Linked DNA regions of Mus musculus: region 1 is linked to region 2. Evidence: chromatin contacts called from public ChIA-PET data. All regions are on one chromosome and are shown on one strand. The core of a region is the stretch at or near the end of the contact, and the rest is flanking DNA. Distances in the headings are between cores, read along the strand shown. Region 1 overlaps Gm26684 (predicted gene, 26684). Region 2 overlaps Enpp2 (ectonucleotide pyrophosphatase/phosphodiesterase 2).

Evidence for each region. ChIA-PET counts read pairs in DNA pulled down with a chosen protein or histone mark.
Region 1: a contact with region 2 is called in an H3K27ac ChIA-PET map of liver, with 4 times the contacts expected there. The contact joins two enhancer-like sites. A contact is called at or near these places in 8 of 484 Hi-C or Micro-C datasets (liver, nephron progenitors and stem cell-derived neural progenitor cells), 3 of 115 datasets of contacts at active chromatin or transcription factors (hepatocytes and liver) and 3 of 9 other capture datasets (adipose tissue, liver and pancreatic islet).

Annotation. Positions count from the first base shown.
Region 1 is chr15:54,959,284-54,962,335 of GRCm38.p6, forward strand. All of the region lies in intron 2 of Gm26684 (predicted gene, 26684), which reads left to right. Among named protein-coding and RNA genes, the nearest start is that of Gm26684, 7.9 kb to the left of the region's middle. Within about 2 kb of position 1,643, at least 3 of the 459 cell types and tissues checked have an H3K27ac peak or open chromatin away from gene starts, as enhancers often do. A contact at or near this core is called in hepatocytes and liver, where this site is marked.
Region 2 is chr15:54,865,291-54,868,150 of GRCm38.p6, forward strand. Enpp2 (ectonucleotide pyrophosphatase/phosphodiesterase 2) reads right to left here. Exons shown (of 25, transcript NM_015744.4): 14 at 1,439-1,470; 15 at 622-749. Among named protein-coding and RNA genes, the nearest start is that of Enpp2, 53 kb to the right of the region's middle. Within about 2 kb of position 1,406, at least 16 of the 459 cell types and tissues checked have an H3K27ac peak or open chromatin away from gene starts, as enhancers often do. A contact at or near this core is called in hepatocytes and liver, where this site is marked.

The DNA of each region.
Region 1 (3,052 bases), core at 393-2,892, 94 kb after region 2:
TGAGACCCTTGTCCTGTTCAGTACTATATCATATCCTCAGTTCCCATGATTTTCCTTGTAGGTTTTTAGAGTCAGAGTCACTTGTGGCCCGGGCTGACCTCAAACTAAAAATGTTGCCAAGGATGTTCTTGAACTTCTTGTTCTCCTACCTCTACCTCCTGGCTGCTGGGATTACAGGTGTGTGGTGCCATGCAAGTTTAGAAAGCATTGTTGATTATATACCCTTAAAGTTGAGAACCATTTTTGCTCTTTAAAATTTGTTTCTTAATGGAAAATGTAAGTCTATCTTCCTTTCCAAGAGGAATCTTCAACAGATTCCTGGACTCATCTCTAGAGAAGAGAAAACACACACACACACACACACACACACACACACACACACACACACACACACACAGGACAGATGGAAGAAATCCAAAAGAAAAGAACCCAACATGTTTAAATTTCAATGGACCACTGAAGCATCTCTCCACTGAAGCATCTCTGGCTGAGAGTACAGCCAAAAGGAATCAAAAATTGTACATTAGAAAAGTACCGTGAGACCAAGCTTACATGGCTGCCAATGAGTCAAAAAAGGCTAAGCAGGCAGCTAAGCATATACCAAATGACAGCACCTAAGAAGATACTGTGATGCCTGAGTGGGAGGAAAATGCTTGCTAAATAGATAGATCAGTTTCTAAAATAACCATAGGCATTGGTTATTCTAAAAATGGAAAAAAAAACCCAAATAAACAAATCCTGATACCAAAAACACCAAGGACAGTTATCTATGGGTTAAATTCCGGGTGGTTCTAAAAGCTATGCTTGAAAATGATTCACCTCATCTCTTCATGACACAGAGCTCAGCCCCAAAGAGAAATAAGTAATATCCCCAGTGTCTACTTAATTCTCAATCGTTTTCTTCTTGGTCCTGCCACACATGATGGACCTTCCCAGCATGCAGATGAAGACCTGTTTTCTCATTTCTCTAAGTTTTCACCGGCTCTTATCCCCATCCCCAACACTCATATCTGGCTCAACTACCTCATGGATGGTTCCCAATCTCCCCAATGCTGCAACCATTTAATACAGCTCCCCATATTGTAGTGACCCTCATCCATAAACCTATCTCCATTTTGCTACTTCATAACTCTAATTTACTGCTATGAATCCAAATATAAATATCTGTGTTTTCCAATGGTCTTTGGGATTTGGGACCCACAAGTTGAGAATCACTGGTCTAGGGCCTTTCCCCACTCAACTCCCATGAGTTTGGGCTCAAAACAGCCTCCTCTGCTAGGCTGGGGCCCAGCCCATTCTCTGCTTGCACACAGCATACCCCACTGGCTTTTTTCTCCTCCTGAGTCCTGATGGTTCCTGACTGAGCAATTCCTCCATTGTATCTCATGGCCAACTGACCGCCCAGCCAGAAAATTGAATTAATAAATTAATAAAGCAATGTTCTAAATGATCTTTTTAGAGAGATGGTCTGCTTTAGTTTTTAGTTTTTATTTGATTTTTAAAACTTTATTGGGGTGTACTCTTGATATGCAATTCACTGATTTAAACTGTGCATGTCAATGACTTGGGAATGTTTAAATAGGTGCACAACCCACATCAGGATTGATTACAGAACATTTCATCACACCAAAAACAAATACCATATTCCTTATCTGTCATTCTTCATGTCACCCAGACTCCTGGTTCTGGGCAACCACAGGTAGAGACTGTTCTGTGTCTGCAGGTTTGTATGATCTAGCCATATCCTATGACTAGAACCACCCAATGACTCGTTGTCTGTGATCGGCATCTGCTGACACCTTTGAACATGCATTTGTCTTTAAACTTCCATTTTATGTGGGAGGTATGTGAAAGAATTTGGACCCTTGTAGAGATATTGGAAGGTAAATGAAGGCAGTACTTCTTAGACAGAATCCACTGCAGCCTGGGAAATTGTCCAAATTCCTGAGCCCTAGGATGACAGTGAGGATGAAGCAGCTAAGAGGGTTAGCTGTATCTATCACCTCAGAACAGAAGAAAGAAATGGAATCCAATTGAGGGAAACTACCTCACTCACCAGCCCTGTTTCAGCACGGCTACTTGTGCAGGATCTCTTAGGCCACCAGGACGCACTCTAAATCAAAGTTCCTCGGTCAAACTCTAACTTAACCAGACAGCAGTTGCTGATCTTCATGTGTCACTTCTCCATCTACACAAAGATTATAAAAATAATTCCTGCCCTCTGGCCACCTCATCAGAGAACTGAAAAGTCATTACAGTGAAGTAAGAGGCTGTGTGAGGTGCGTAGTACAGACTTGGAACATTGTAAATACTTGGTACGTGCTTTTGCTTCTTGTTGATTGGCCACAGCTCTTTACATATTGTCCTATGCATGATGCAACGTGGAAAGGGGACAGTGACGCAGTTATGAACGTTATCAACTATTATCACTGTGAAATTTTCACGCTGTATTTTAATAGACATTATAAATCTTGAGCTGATTCATCTGAAACCTAAAAATAACTTACTAACTGGGTGAGGTGATGCATATCTTTAATTCCAACACTCAGGGGAAAGACACAGACAGATCTCTATGCATTTGAGACCAGTTCTACACGAGCCAGGGCTATATGGTGAGACCTTGTCTCAAAAACAAAACAAAACAAAATAAGCAAGCAAACTTAATGGAAAGTCAAAATGTTTTAGCTCCATGTCCAGAGTTTAAATGTGATGGAAGGAGCAGAGTTTCTCCATATTCCTCAGTCCCCGAAGCAGAAAGAGTAAAATGGCTTACTGGACTTTGCATCATACCTGTTCCCCCACAGTCCTCTTGTATAGTGCCCTTGCTCTCCTGTTACCATCCCTAGGAACCAGACCCGTGTATGACACCATCTGCTTAGCCTTCCCCAGAATATCTGCTAAAAATATGTCAAAAATCAATCTTTGTGTGATTATCACTCTCCGGACAGACAAAGGCAACATTAGGATAAAACCATCTCTCTGCATCACACACAACTGTGAGTGGCCAAAGACTTAGGTTGATGTTGTCACCAGCAAATCAGCCAATTATCCA
Region 2 (2,860 bases), core at 156-2,655:
ATCGAAGTTAGAACAAGAATGAGTGAGAAAACACTACTTCCAGGTCTATGTAAAAAAATGACTAAATTTGTGGCAGCTGACTCTGTAGAAGTGGCAAAGCCCCCAGACATGCTCTACAGCAGACTCCAAAGGAAAGGGTGGTCTCCTGATCTGGAAGAGACTTTTGATGGAGGCAAACACCAGTTGGGTTTTGAGCGATGTGAAGCATGTCCACACCAACAGAGGTTTTGAGATTAACACTTCCAGGGGCCTTCCACAAACACTGCAATCACATCAACCAGGACCACCTCAGCAACACCCTACCTGTATTTCAAGTTGCTCAAGGGATAAAAGATAGAGACGAGAATATTGCCATAAAACTTGTGCACAGTGATGCATGAGAAACTAAAAGAAGACCCAGGAACTAGAGATAAAGTTCTTTCTATTCTCATTAGTTATCTACTACACAGACACACACATACACACACACACACACACACACACACACACACACACACACACCATTTAAACAATGAGATTTCCAGCCCAGATTTCTCTTAGTAATGACCAAGAATCTTAAAGGATTTCCAGGTGCCAAATAAGCACTTGCAAAGACAAAGAGAGACAGGTTCCCCTTGTTACCTTGCAACATGCCATCTGCGTTCCACCAATAAATGGAGATCCTCGATTCTCCGATTGTTGGCATAGTGCAAACGTTTGGGAAGGTGCTGTTTCATGTAAGGCTTAAAGTGCTGATCTGGTTTTTTACACTGAAATATAAGTGAATATTGGTCTTATGGAGGGAGGTTTTCTACCAAAAAGAAAAAAAAAATCCCAGGCTGTCTCTTGAAAACCATGCTAGCCCAACAAAAGGATGGTTACTAAACAAATGGAACGTGTTAGCCCTTATTACATAATGTATGCTAAAAGCATACAGGTTCCTAGGGAGTTAGACAACTTTAGAAATAAGTCATAGGCTATCAGAAGGGGGAGGAATTCTTAATTACTGACTCTTGAGCCCAAGACTGAAGGCAGTTTAAAACTCAAGGTCTTTCCCAACTGCTTCAAATCAAGGAGTGGGAGGCACGGTGAAAGGAGAGGGGTAGACATGTGCAGGCCTATCTGATGATAAGCTCAAGGGCTTTGAAGTCTCTATCTGGGACCAGGGGAAGTAGAAGATGGGGGCAGATCTGTTTGAGAGTAAGTCAAGATTTGATTAATCATGAGCAAATACTGCTCGGCTTAATAAGAAGAACAAAGCCTCAGTTTGGATCATCGCCAAGACCATTGGGGAGTCTTCAGCTGACCTCGGTCCAGAAGTTTTGAAAGCTTAGGAGAAACAAATACACGGGACTGCAGGTCAGTGAGGAAAATGTTCCTAACCACCCACCAGGAAGGCAAACATGGGCAGGTGAGCGTATCGAAGCTGCTCCAAGGGCAGAGGCCTTGCAACACTTACCGTGAGGTTAGCAATAATGGCTTTAGGGTCATCTGTGCAGAGAAAGGGAAAAAGATTTCAAAACACAATCACAGAGAAAAGTGATTTTTTGTTTTTAACAGAGACTTGATACTTCCACCCCTTTGAGTGTCATTTTGAACAGATGTGTAATTGGGTGTAAGTGTCTCGTATTCTAATAACAGGAGTAGCTAAACCAGTGGAACAAAGCCCACAGCTCTTGCAACGTATGATGCTGGCCTGCTGGTCTAGAAAGGAAGTCGTCTTCCAAAGCTCAAGGGTACTGCTTGGTAACGGGCTTCAAATTTTCCCAAACAGATCCCTGTGCAGCCCTCACATGAATTTACTGACAGTTTCATGCCAGGAACTGATCTGGCCATCTTTAAGGGTCTTTTATCATCCCCTCCTGTTCCCCTGCAATGCTCTGGAACAAGGAACCAATCACGGTGAGATGAGATTCTAATGCAGCACATACGCAGTTTCTGTGGTGATATCACAGGTCTAATTACATAGGTGAACACTCCTCTGCAGCTGTAGGCTCACATGTGTGTAGCCGTGTGTGTGTGTGTGTGTGTGTGTGTGTGTGTGTGTGTGTGTGTTTACTGCCAGGAGACAAAGACTATTTCAGCCTACACTCAGAACTAGACTAAAGTACGGAATGAAAGCTGTATGCATCCTGGATCTTACTGTCAAGGTGGCCCTCTGTGGGGATTGTATGGAAAATGAGATTGTAGGCTGTTTGTTTGCAAAAGTAAAAGGGCACTTCAGTATGTCATTATAGAATCAGGAAAAAGGGAAGAGCAATATTCAGAGGAGACTCTGTGTGTGTGTGTGTGTGTGTGTGTGTGTGAGAGAGAGAGAGAGAGAGAGAGAGAGAGAGAGAGAGAGAGATTCACTGCTCTGGTCCCCGGGGATTGGTGCTTAGTAAGTACTACATAAACACATCTGCTCAAAAACAATAATAAGCATTTGTTGATATTCTACCTAAATTTTCGTGGCTGCATCTAATGGGCAGCAAGCAAGCGATCATGACAATAATATTTGAGTCCATGCTGTGCACCCATTTCTCTCAAAGAGCTTTGAGAGGTACTTCTGTGATCATTCATTCATAATGATAACAGGATGATCAGAATCTTCAATCAGCCAATTAGATTTAGAAGGTAAGGGGGCTTGCACGCTGGAGCACGGTCCACAGTCTCACTGATCCAGCCATGTTCTGAACTCTACACGCTTTGGCCTTGTGAAACAGTCTTCACAGGGGCTAAACAGAATAAATCCATGTCTTTTGATAGTTTAGAGCAGTTCTCAACCTTCCTAATGCTGTGACCCTTTAATACAGTTCCCCATGTCATGACCTCCCAACCATAAAATTATTTTCATTGCTACTTCATAACTGTAATTTTGCCACTGTTGTGAATCATAATG